Regions from separate parts of the Macaca mulatta genome. Here region 1 is linked to region 2. Evidence: chromatin contacts called from public Hi-C data. All regions are on one chromosome and are shown on one strand. The core of a region is the stretch at or near the end of the contact, and the rest is flanking DNA. Distances in the headings are between cores, read along the strand shown.

Region 1 (6,668 bases), core at 3,150-5,649, 310 kb after region 2:
CCAATGACAGGAGGAATGTGAAGGCTTGGCCCCCTTGCCTCAAAGCCTGGAAGCTTCCTTAGTATCATTTATGCTCCAGGACTCCCCATGGGATCCAGCTGAGGCTAGACTCAGCAGAATCTGTTACCAAAACACCAGCAGTTGCGTCTAGGTCCTGCCGCTCACCAAAGAGAAAGCTAATCACTGAAACAATGAATATTGCCAGGGAAGAAGGCTTTCCTTGGGTGCTGCTGCTGTGGACATGGGAGATCAGTCTCAAATCCATCTCCCTGACTGACTAAAATTAGGAGTTTATACAGCGGAAATATAACTACATGCAGGAAAACAGGAATCAGGGAAGGATAAGGAAGGGGAGTTAGTCAACAGAAAGCAGGTCGTGGGAGACAGGCAATCGTGAAGGATGAAGGGTCTGGACTCATCCAAATGCAGTGATCTGGTGAGTTTCAGCTCCTTGATACTATCTGGGATGACTCATGGTTGGTTTACTGAGAAAGGAACTCAGATAAGACAAATGTAACTTTCTCAAATTTTAAGACTGAGAAGGTCAGTTTCACAGAGTGAGACCCTATCTCCAAAAAAAAAGAAAAAAAGACTGAGGCAGCCTTGTGTGTTTTGATCTGGAGCAATTTTAGATATGTTGTCAAGAGGGAAAAGCCTATCATATTTTTCAGGGGACACTTAAGAAACTCATACTAGGCCGGGCGCGGTGACTCAAGCCTGTAATCCCAGCACTTTGGGAGGCCGAGGCGGGCGGATCACGAGGTCAGGAGATCGAGACCATCCTGGCTAACACGGTGAAACCCCGTCTCTACTAAAAATACAAAAAGAAATTAGCCGGGCGTGGTGGCGGGCACCTGTAGTCCCAGCTACTCGGGAGGCTGAGGCAGGAGAATGGCGTGAACCCGGGAGGCGGAGCTTGCAGTGAGCCGAGATCGCGCCACTGCACTCCAGTCTGGGCGACAGAGCGAGACTCCGTCTCAAAAAAAAAAAAAAAAAAAAAAAAAAAAGAAACTCATACTAGTGGTTGCTCCTGGAGAGGGGAGAGGCTGACAGGGGAAGAGGTGGAAGTCACTTTTTAATATTTATCCCTTTATGTCATTTGAAATGTATGCTGTAAGCCTACAGTACCTATTCAAAAAATAAAATTTAGTCACGGCGAGGCGGCTCACACCTGTAATCCCAGCATTTTGGGGAGGCCAACACAGAAGGATCGCTTGAGTCTAGGAGATCAAGACCAGCCTGAGGACATGGTGACACCCTGTTTCTATAGAAACATTAAAAATTAGCTGGGCATGGTGGCATGTACTTGTAGTCCCAGTTACTTGGGAGGCTGGGGTGGGAGGATTGGCTGAGCCTGGGAGGTTGAGGCTGCAGTGACCCATTATCACATTATTGTACTACAGTCTGGGTGACAGTGACACACTGTCCAAAAATATTTTTTTTATATAAAATTTAGTTGAAAAACAAAGGTTTTTTTTGGTTTTGTTTTTTTGTTTTGTTTTGAGACAGAGTCTCACTCTGTCATCTCAGCTGGATTGCAGTGGCATGATCTCAGCTCACTGCAGCCTCTGCCTCCTGGGCTCAAGCAATTCTTCTGCCTCAGCCTCCTGAGTAGGGTACATACCACCACACCCAGCTAATTTTTGTATTTTTAATAGAGACAGGGTTTCGCCACGTTGGCCAGGCTGGTCTTGAACTCCTGACCTCAGGTGTTCCGCTTGCCTCGGCTTCCTAAAGTGCTGGATTACAGGCCTGAGTCACCACACAAAAAAACAAAAGGTTTTTGTCTTTATCATTCAAAGGTGTCTCTTTTATCCTCCACTCTGAATTAATAAGACAGCATGAGAGAATTCAGGCAACTGGGAAGACACTGCATTTTCAGCATTTGTTGCAGCAGGGTGATAATTATCTATTGTTCCTTGAAGTTCAAAATGCAGGAACTGCTCTGGTTTTCCTGGGCTGCCTGGCAGGATACGTTTGCCAGGCAGCTGGCTTACAGGAACCCTCTCATATTACTGAGGGTTTCCTGGGGTGCCAGACACTTTATACCATCAACTCTTTTTCCCTCAACTCTGTGAGGTAGCTGCTAATAATCTCTCCATGTGACAGATGAGGGAGGTAGGTAAGTGGCAGAGGATGAATTTGAAGCAAGTTCTGGCGGCTTCTGAAATCAAGCTGCTTTGAGAAAGAAAATGCCAGGTTCTGTGGGGTCTGTGTTTGCTTTCTCCACCTCTTCCCACATCTGGAACAAGCCCTGTCTCCTCTGAAGGAAGAAGAAAGTAGGAACCACAGAACTGGAGAGCATGGCCAAGGTCAAGGACTGAAGCTGCTGGAAACAACACAGTGGGATTTTGAGAAAAGAATTGAGGAAGGAGATCCCCGCTGACTCAACTGTCCTGTGCAAGGCAACCCTTTGCCCCCCAACCCAAGCAAAACCAGCCTATCCATTTATGAACAAATGCCTTCAGTAAATAGATGTTAGGTCACCATTGGGTACCAGGAACTGGGATGCAGTGGTGAGCAACACAGACAAGGCTCCATCCTTTTGGGGCTTACACTAAAGCTTTCCTTCCCACTGCAGCCCCTCAATTGGTGGTAATACAGTGCAGTGTGTAGAGCACTGGCTAGAATCAGACAGCCCATGCCACTGCTGTGATCTTGAGCAAATAACTTAGCCTCTCTGTGCCTCAGTTTCTTTTTCTGTTGCCAGGCTGGAGTGCAGTGGTGTGATCTCGGCTTACCGCAACCTCTGCCTCCCAGGTTCAAGCCATTTTCCTGCTTCAGCCTTCTGAGTAACTGGGATTACAGGTGTGCACCACCGTGCCCGGCTAATTTTTGTATTTTTAGTAGAGATGGGGGTCTCACCATGTTGGCCAGGCTGGTCTTGAACTCCTGGCCTCAAGTGATCTGCCCACCTTGGCCTCCCAAAGTGCCGGAATTACAGGCATGAGCCACTGCCAGGCCTGCGCCTCAGTTTCTACCTCTGAAATGTAATGATCATAGTAATAGCCATCTCAGGATTGTGTGAGGGTTCCATGAGACAACATATGTAAAATATTTTGCATAGTGCCTAGCACAAAGTCTTTACTTTGTGGGTCTTTTCAGGACGGCCTAGGTAGAACACATACCATGTGCTGGGAGTCACAAGGGACACTGAGAGTGGATACTATCTTTGGGGAGTGCTTGACATAGGAGATATTGAGGAGAGGAGATGCTAGATATAAATTTGTAGGCTGGGCATGGTGGCTCACGTCTGTAATCCCAGCACTTTTGCAAGGCAAGGTGGGTGGATTGCCTGAGGTCAGGAGTTTGAGACCTGCTTGGCCAACATGGCGAAACCCCGTCTCTACTAAAAATACAAAAATTAGGCCAGGCTTGGTGGCTCACGCCTGTAATCCCAACACTTTGGGAGGCCGAGGTGGGCGGATCACGAAGTCCAAGAGATCAAGACCATCCTGGCTAACATGGTGAAACCTCGTCTCTACTAAAAATACAAAAATTAGCTGGGCATGGTGGTGTATGCCTGTAGTCCCAGCTACTTGGGAGGCTGAGGCAGAAGAATCACTTGAAGGGAGGCGGAGGTTGCAGTGAGCCGAGATCGCGCCACTGCACTCCAGCCTGGCGACAGAGCAAGACTCCATCTCAATAAATAAATAAGTTATAATATAATAAAAAAAATTCTGTAGAATGACTCGGGCGCAGTTCCTCACGTCTGTAATCCAGCACTTTGGGAGGCCAAAGTGGGCAGATCACTTGAGGCCAGGAGTTTGAGACCAGCCTGGCCAACATGGTGAAACCCCGTCTCTACTAAAAATACAAAAATTAGCCAGGCATGGTGGAGCATACCTGTAGTCCCAGCTACTCAGGAGGCTGAGGTGGAAGAATCGCTTGAGTCCTAGAGGTGGAGGTTGCAGTGAGCCAGATTGCGCCAATGCACTCCAGCCTGGGCGACAGAGTGAAACTGTCTCAAAAAAACACAAAAAAACAAAAAAAAAATTGTTGAATGAATGAATGCATTAAGAAATGGATAACTATGAAGCACCGTCCAAGGCGGAATAAATACGCCTTATAAACCGCACCCTTAGCAAACTGCACATACGGCTTTTCCGGAGTGGACACCAGAGAGCGCTGAGCTCGGCCACTCTCAGCTCCGGATCAGGATTCGCGCCTGGGTCCTTAAGAAGACGCTGCGCGGTGACGTCATATCCGCCTGGGCGTCACGCTTCGTGGGGCGGGACGAGGAGAAGCCAAACGTAAAGACACCAGGAGTTTCTCGGCCCCAGGTCTGGCTGCTGCCGGGGAGCTCCAAGCCTTGGCGGGTTCTTGCAGCGAATAGCAGTCTGGGCAGGCGTCAGGCTAGTCCGACGGAGAGTGGGTAGGTGGAAGCTCTCCAAAGAGCGGTGGTGGTTCGGGAGCCGTCTTAGTTGGCCGCGCCCCGGGCGCATGCGCGGGGCGGGCGGCGCGGTTTGGGCCGCTAGTCCGTTCCGGCCCGGGGCGCTGCGTGCCTCCGTACGGCGCCGCGCAGGGTCTCGGCCGCAGAGGCGCAGGCGAGACTTCGGAACCGTGTCCTGAGCGCGCTCCGTGCGCCCGGCGCGAGGTGAGCGCTAAATGGTTGTTGAAAAATACTGAAAGCCACCCAAGTTCTCAACAGTAGGGAAATTGAGCTTTTAAAAGTGATTGATTTAGTCCAGAAACTGGACGTTGCATGTCCACTGAACACGACACAGTGTTTTAGGGCCTTGGGAAACAGCAGTGAACAAGATAGCAAGATTCTTGGAGTGGACTTTCTGTTGGGATGTGGGGCGAGTACAGATAAAGATAAACGAGTTACATAATAGTCATAGAAAAAGGCAAATGCTACGAAAAAGAAAGCAGGGACGGGGCATGGGGGTGGGGTGCGGTGTTAGCCGAGAAGGGCACTGGGCCAAACCGATTGAGATTTGAGTTAAGCCAAGAAGGAGGCAAGGGTGTGAGCCCGGTGGCTGCCTGGAGGAAGAGGTTTCCCAGCATGGGGAAAAGCTAGAGCCGAGGCCCAGGGGTGGGAGCGAGACTGGCGCGTGCGAAAGAACTAGGCTAGGCCTGTATGGTGGCGGGGATTGAGCGGAGGGAGAATGGCAGGACAAGAGGTCAGAGGTGTTGGGGGGGGCAGCCCTGCGGAACCTCCAGGCAGAGCCTTGCAGGCTGTTCTAAGGACTTTGGCCTTACTCTGGATAAAACGGGAACCATAGCAAGGTTTTGAGCAGAGGAATGATGTAGTTTGAGTAGATGTTAATGGACTCACGGGCCACCGTAGAGTTGGAGAAGCGGGGGAGTAGGGGGAATCAAAGATTTATTACTAATAGGTCAGATTAGGAGCATCCCTGTGCAGCCACTAAAAAAGGCTGACTTTAGCCCCGGCGCAGTGGCTCATGCCTGTAATCCCAGTACTTTGAGGGGGCCGAGGTCGGCGGATCACTTGACGCCAGGAGTTGGAGACCAGCCTGGGCCAATATGGCAAAACCCCATTTGTACTAAAAATGCAAAAGTTAGCCGGGCGTGATGATGTACGCCTGTAATCCCAGCTACTCGGAAGGCTGAGGCACAAGAATTGCTTCGGCCCGAAGCATTCCAGCCTGGGCGACAGAGTGAGACACTATCTCAAAACAAACAACAAGACTTTAAAGATGATAGTGACAGTGACTTCGTGAGCCCACATCTGTGGAGAGCCTGGTGAATATATTTAATACCAGTCTATACAAAATAATTTCCCAGTCATCCTCTCCTTTAATCTCAGAACAGCCTGCAGAGGGCAGTGCTGTCATTTGTAAGTTTTTTTTTTTAATTGCAGAAAATAACGTGACATAAAATTTATCGTAAGTGGCATTGAATACATTCACAACGCTGTGCAGCCGTCACCACTGTCCATCTCGTGGACGTTGTGTAAGTCTTCGTTTTACTGGCATCTAAGCCCTGGGCGTAATTTCACTCCCCTACTTTAGGCAGCCAGCTCCATCAAGGCAGTAACACTAAAAAACATTTATGCGCCAAGCAATGAAAGAAACAGATGAGGTTTCTTGTTTGCCCTGCCCTTGTAGTTAGGGGAGACTCTGGTGACTGGGAAAGAAGCATCAGGTTTGCCGCTGTCCTGAAACCAAGGATTCTTTTGAATATATAGGCTTACCACTATCACTTTTCCCTCATTTGAATACCTACTTTGTGTCATAGTATTACAGTATTTTTTGTTTGTTTTGGAGACAGGGTGATGCTCTGTCACCCAGGCTGGAGTGCAGTGGTACAATCACAGTGCACTGTATCCTTAACCTCCCAAACTCAAACTATCCCCCCACCTCAGCCCCTGGAGTAGCTGGAACTACAGGCACACACTACCATGCCTGGCTAATTTAAATTTTTTTGTTTGTTTGTTTATTTTTAAGAGACAGGGTCTCACTATGTTTCCCAGGCTGGTCTCAAACTCCTGGCCTCCCAAACTGTTGAGATTACAGGCATGAGTACCACGCCAGGTCCCAAAGTATTAATGTTTGTTGAATGGATTGGTAGATGTAGCTCCTTGACCCTGACTTCTTTTCTCCAGAGGTCACCATCTGGGAGTGGTTGAAATTGGGTCTAACTCAGAGTGGTTTTGGAAATGCTGGTCTGTAGCTCTGTGACCTTGGATAAGTCTCTTTCCT
Region 2 (6,129 bases), core at 1,939-4,438:
TAAGTTAGTTTTTGAGATGGAGTCTTGCTCTGTCTCCCAAGCTGGAGTGCAGTGGTGTGATCTCGGCTCACTGTAACCTCTGCCTCCCAAGTTCAAGCAATTCTCCTACCTCAGCCTCCCAGGTAGCTGGGATTACAGGCGCCTGCCACTATGCCTGGCTAATTTTTGGATTTTTAGTAGAGACAGGGTTTTGCCATGTTGGTCAGGGTGTCTCAGACTCCTGATCTCAAGTGATCCACCCGCCTTGGCCTCCCAAAGAGCTGGGATTACAGGTATGAGCCACCACGCGTGGCCCAATTTTATCTTTTATATTGTATTTTTATTATACTTTTTAAATGTTTAGATTCACAAATACTTACTGTAACAACTGCCTACAGTATCAATATAGTAACTTGCTGTACAGGTTTGTAGCCCGGGGCAACAGGCGATCCCCTCTAACCTGGATGTGTGGTCGCCTGTAGCATCTAGGTCTGTGTGAGCACACTCTCTGGTGTTCCTATCATGACAAAATCCTCTAGCATTCCCATTGTTAAGCAACACAAGAGTGTACTTACTAAGTCCCTATTGTGAGCCAGGGCCAGGTAATATATTCTCGCCCCCAGGCTGTTGTGACCATTTCTAGCGAGTCAGTTCATCTGTCTGAACAAAGCACTTTGACATTGATTGTATGCAAATAACCTGTTACAGAATGGTTCTACCCATAAATTGGCTGGCCTCTCTTGGGCAGCCCTCAAAGTTGCAAGCCCTTGCCTGCAGTCCTGCTTAAGTCTCTTCCTCAGAAGCTTGCCTGCTCTGAACTCCTCTCCCAAACCAGGTTAGCAGCCCCTTCTCTGGTACCAGGGCACCCTGTGCCTCTCTTCCAGACTTGCATTATGGTTCTAACTGTGCTGTGTGGCCTGGGCAAGCCGCTCAACCACTTGGTTACTTCTTCTTTTTTTTTTTTTTGAGACGGAGTTTCACTCTTGTTGCCCAGGCTGGAGTGCAATGGCGCAATCTTTGCTCACTGCAACCTCTGCCTCCTGTGTTCAAGTGATTCTCCTGCCTCAGCCTCCCAAATAGCTGGGATTACAGGCATGTGTCACCAGGCCCAGCTAATTTTTTGTATTTTTAGTAGAGATGGGGTTTTTTCACGTTGGTCAGGCTGGTCTCGAACTCCCAACCTCAGGTGATATGTCCACCTCGGCCTCTCAAAGTGCTGGGATTGCAGGCATGAGCCACCGCACCCAACTTGAAAGAAATTGCTTTGCACTGTGCTTGGCACAGAGGAACAGCAGGTGTTCATTCGATGCTTGCTGTTGTAATTACTCAGGCTTTTGTCAACAGAGGGCTGGCCTGAGACTCAGCCATATCTCAGAACCTAGCACAGAACCTGGATGAGTACAGAGTAAGTGCTCAATGTATGCTGTGGTAGGCAGAATAACAGCCCCCAAAGATGTTCACATCTTAACTCCCAGGACCTGTGAACATTCCCTTAAGTGGCAAAGGGGAATTAAGGTTGCAAACAGGATTCGGGTTGTTCATCAGTTGATTTTAAAATAGGGAGATCATGGTGGACTAACCAGCTGGCCCAGTGTAATCTTAAGAGTCCTTAAAAGGGCCAGGTGTGGGGAGGCTGAAGCTGCAGGAAGCTGAGATTGAGTCATAGCACTCCAGTTTGGGAGACGGAGTGAGACCTTGTCTCAAAAAAAAAAAAAAAAAAAAGAAAGAAAGAAAGAAAAAAAAAGGCCCTAGGCAAGGTGGTTCACGCCTGTAATCCCAGCACTTTGGGAGGCAGAGGCCAGTGGATCGCTTGAGGTCAGGAGTTCAAGACCAGCCTGGCCAACACGGTGAAACCCCGTCTCTACTAAAAATACAAAAATTAGCGGGGCGTGGTGGTGGGTGCCTGTAGTCCCAGCTACTCAAGAGGTTGAGGCAGGAGAATCACTTGAACCCAGGAGGAGGTTGCAGTGAGTCGAGATTGCACCACTGGACTCCAGTCTGGGCAACAGAGCGAGACTCCGTCGCAGAAAAAAAAATAAAAGAGGAAGATGCGCCTATGGAGAGAGGACTGTGTGAGAGACTCTACCTGACATAGCGGGCTTTCTTTTCTTTTCTTTTCTTTTTTTTTTTTTTTTTTTTTTTTGAGACGGAGTTTTGCTCTGTCACCCAGGCTGGAGTGCAATGGCATCATCTCAGCTCACTGCAACCTCCGCCTCCTAGGTTCAAGCGATTCTCCTATCTCAGCCTTCCCAGTAGTTGGGATTACAGGTACGCGCCACCACACCTGGCTAATTTTTGTATTTTAAGTAGAGATGGGGTTTTACCATGCTGGCCAGGTTGGTTTCCAACTCCTGACCTCAGGTGATCCACCTACCTTGGCCTCCCAAAGTGCTGGGATTACAGGCGTGAGCCGCTGTGCCCAGCCCATTGCAGGCTTTCACAGAGAAAAGGGGCAGGAGTCAGGCACGCAGGCAGCTTCTGGAAGTTAGAAAAGGCAAGGAAAGAGATTCTTCCCTACAGCCTCCAGAAGGGAATGCATCTTGCCAATTTAGCTAAGCGAGACCCATGTGGGCCATCGAACCTACAGAACTTAACAATAATACATTTGTGCATGTGTGTTTTCAAAGACACTAAGTTTTGGTAACTTGTTACAGCAGTAACTGGAACCTAAGACAGGTAGCAAGCCTTATTGTTCATTTTTACCACACTACTGGGCTGTTGGTGATGGTGGATTTACACTTTTCTCTCCCATTAGGCTGTGAACTCCTTGAAGTTGTGCAATACGTTTGTCTGATTTGCTACTGGTTGGCAGGCTCTGAGAAGAATGCCTGGTACACAAGTGGAGCTCAATAAAAGCCCTCACTGAATTTTATTGAATGTATATGTGGATGTAGACCTCCGCTCTGCGCGCCCCTCCCGCAAGTCCCACTGCTGCCCGACCCATTCTGTCCGGCTCCCAGTCCCCGCGAGTCCCCCCACCCCAGGGCTGACGGGGTGATTTAGGCAGCCCTACGTCCTGCTGGGGTGGTGGGCTTCGAGCGCGGGTCCCAGGACGCCGTGTGGCGCAGTGCCTGCAGCAGGCGGCAGGGGGCGAGCGTGGCCCAGGAAATCCCGCGGGAGGGTCGGTACGGGGCGGGGCTTAGGGGCGGGGCGGCTCAGCGCGCAGGCGCGGGGCCAGGCGCCTCGCGCGGCCAGAGGCGGGCGGCCGCAGAGCAGCACCGGCCGTGGCTCCGGTAGCAGCAAGTTCGAACCCCGCTCCCGCTCCGCTTCGGTTCTCGCCACTTCGGCCCTTGGGCCTCCAAACACCAGTCCCCGGCAGCTCGTTGCGCATTGCGTTCTCCCCGCCACCAGGATGCCGGTAACCGAGAAGGATCTGGCGGAGGACGCGCCTTGGAAGAAGATACAGCAGAACACTTTCACACGCTGGTGCAATGAGCACCTCAAGTGCGTGAACAAACGCATCGGCAACCTGCAGACCGACCTGAGCGACGGGCTGCGGCTCATCGCGCTGCTCGAGGTGCTCAGCCAGAAGCGCATGTACCGCAAGTACCATCAGCGGCCCACCTTTCGCCAGATGCAGCTCGAGAATGTGTCCGTGGCGCTCGAGTTCCTGGACCGTGAGAGCATCAAGCTCGTGTCCATCGGTGAGTTCTCTGGCCAGGCCCAGGCGCCGACTGTGGTGCCGACCCGCCCCCGCGCGTGCACCCCTGCGGAGGGCGAGGACTTCCCGCAGCGCGCCCCCACCTGGGAGTCGTCCCCGGGGGTGGGATATAGGGGGCCTAGACCCCCTCCCCGGTGCCCTCCTCTGGGCTGGGACCTGTTGGGATCGCTCCCCGCCGTGCGCCCCAGCAGTGCACCTTTGGCTGGCTAAGGGTTGAGGGTTTGGACTGGGGTCACAGGAGGAGAGGTGGAGTTGTGGCATTTCTCTGCACCTGGGGCGCCCCTATGGGAGCTAGGGGACTAGAAACCCTCGTTCGCCATCCCCGGGGGCGGGGCCCTAGAGTCAGATGCTCTCCGGAGCGCTCGCCCGGCTGCGCCCAGGTTGGTTCTCTCTGCGGCAGCTGAATGGGCGTTGGCTCGGAGGCCGGGCCATGAGACCTGGGGAGGAACCGTTCTCTGCGCCTGGGGCCTCCCCGCCCAGGTGGAGACAGAGACTTGGTACCTTCCCCTGCTGTCGCTGGAATGGGTGTGGGCCCCGAGGTTGCCAGGGGAGGCGCGGGTGTGTGTCCTGGCTCCCTCTGCTCCCAAGCTCAGCTCTGGCCGCGCCGCAGGTTGAACCCACTCCTTGCTGCCGAAGTTATAATGTAGGGATGGTGGTGGTAACAGTAATTGCTGTCTTGTAGGGAGCCCAACTAGCGTCCTCTGTGTACTGTCAGCCTTCTAGGTTATCTCCGTCCCTACACATCCTGCGAGCTGGGGTGAGGCTAGACCCGTTTTAGAGATAAGAGGGTCCAGAGGGTTAGTTGACTTGTCCAAGGTCAGCAAGTAGGGCCCAGCTGAGAATTGAAGGAAGTGGGCGACAGTTAGAAGAAGGCTTTGTTTTCCTCTCCCCTCCCAAACCCACACCAGGGTCTTCCTGAAAGAAGGGAGGGAATTGGTGTCTCTTGCTGGACTGGGCCCCCTGGACTGGGGAGGAAGAATAAGGATGAAGTCTCCCTTGTGGTCTGAGATAGTTGGGCGCTTCCAGGAGGGCCACAAGGCGGCTGAGAGTGTGGGCCGTGACAGTAGGGGCAAGGAGTTTGTAGTATGTGTGTGTGCATGTGGACATGTGTGCAGAGAATGTGTGTACACACATAGCATGTATGTATAGCATGTGCATATGCAAAGAGAGTTTGTGTGTACACGGAATGGGTGTGCAGAGTATGTTTGTATGCAGAGAATGTGTATCCGCCTGTGTGTGTGTGTGTGTGGGGGGGGTGGGTTTGGGCGGGAGAGGGTCCTGGGTCTGGATCTCTTCCTAAGGAGAACCAGGGACTGGCCCTGGCTTGTGACTTGGATCTTTTCCTGAGGAAAGCAGGTCACTATAGTGACCCTAGTGACAGGAAGAAAGGGAGATGGGTGTGGCTGCCAGGACTTTCTCCAGTGGAAAAGGGATTCCCTCTAGGCTGAGCCTCCCCTAGGCCTCAGGGCCTCACCCTTCCCTTCCCCCACACCTGTCCTGGCAGGTAGGGCTGCTTCCTGCTTCCTGGGCAGCCGCACCACCCAGCCCAGCGGCACCACCCAGCCGATCTCCAGCAGCCCTCCCCCTCCCCAAGGGTGGCTTCCAGGCAGAAAAACCCACATGCCATGCCGTTGTCTTCTTCCTGGGGTCCATCTCCTGTACTGCGGAGGGATAACCTCAGAATCTTCTGGAATTCTTTACCGTTCAGAAACCAGCCTCCCCTCTGAAGAATCCCAAGGCCCAGCTGGGCCCAACTTGGATCTGTTCTTTGTTTTAAAAATGTGTATTTATTTAATTAACTGAATAAAGAAACTTAAAGTAAACCAGAAGTATCCAGATATGACATGAAATCTCTAAAACAACAACCAAACCAAACCAAACCGCAGCACTAGCAAATCACAGACTGCCTGATCTACCAACTGTTTACAAAGGCAGCAGCTACTTCCAGCACTGTCTGTCATCAGTGCCTGGGGCTGTGGGTCTCATTCTAGATTTTGTCTGGTCGCTTACATTTTTTTACTTGGTTCTCCTGATTCCCTGCTCCCCCTACTCCCTACCACCCCGCCCCAAGATGGAGCCTTGCTCTGTCTCCAGGCTGGAGTACAATGGTGCCATCTCCGCTCACTGCAACCTCCACCTCCCGGGTTCAAGCGATTCTTCTGCCTCAGCCTCCTGAGTAACTGGAAATACAGGCACGCGCCACCACACCTGGCTAATTTTTATATTCTTAGGAGAGATGGGGTTTCAGCATGGTGGCCGGACTGGTCTCGAACTCTTGACCTCATGACCCACCCTCCTCGGCCTCCCAAGTGCTGGGGTTACAGGTATGAGCCACCGCGCCCAGCCCGGTCCTCCTGATTTTTATTTTCAAATCCACTCAGGCCCTGGCTACTCCCATTGTCCCAACATTCCAGGGTTAGTTCCCCTTCCTCTGTGCTGGGCCTGTGGGCTGTTGGCAGCTTCTTCCTGTTCCTACCACAACTTACATT

The links. A called contact is a pair of places that touch in the nucleus more often than the background predicts.
Region 1: a contact with region 2 is called in a Hi-C map of fetal cortex germinal zone, with 6 times the contacts expected there. The contact joins the promoter of RPP14 here to the promoter of FLNB in region 2. A contact is called at or near these places in 4 of 14 Hi-C or Micro-C datasets (cortical neurons, fetal cortex germinal zone, fetal cortical plate and 1 more).

The regions. Positions count from the first base shown.
Region 1 is chr2:121,857,556-121,864,223 of T2T-MMU8v2.0, forward strand. It overlaps RPP14 (ribonuclease P/MRP subunit p14), which reads left to right and starts at 4,400. Exons shown (of 6, transcript NM_001266712.1): 1 at 4,400-4,597.
Region 2 is chr2:121,551,628-121,557,756 of T2T-MMU8v2.0, forward strand. FLNB (filamin B) reads left to right here and starts at 3,189. Exons shown (of 46, transcript XM_077993247.1): 1 at 3,189-3,623. The coding sequence starts at 3,332. LOC144339257 (a long non-coding RNA gene) reads left to right here and starts at 743. Exons shown (of 2, transcript XR_013414084.1): 1 at 743-814; 2 at 2,735-2,853.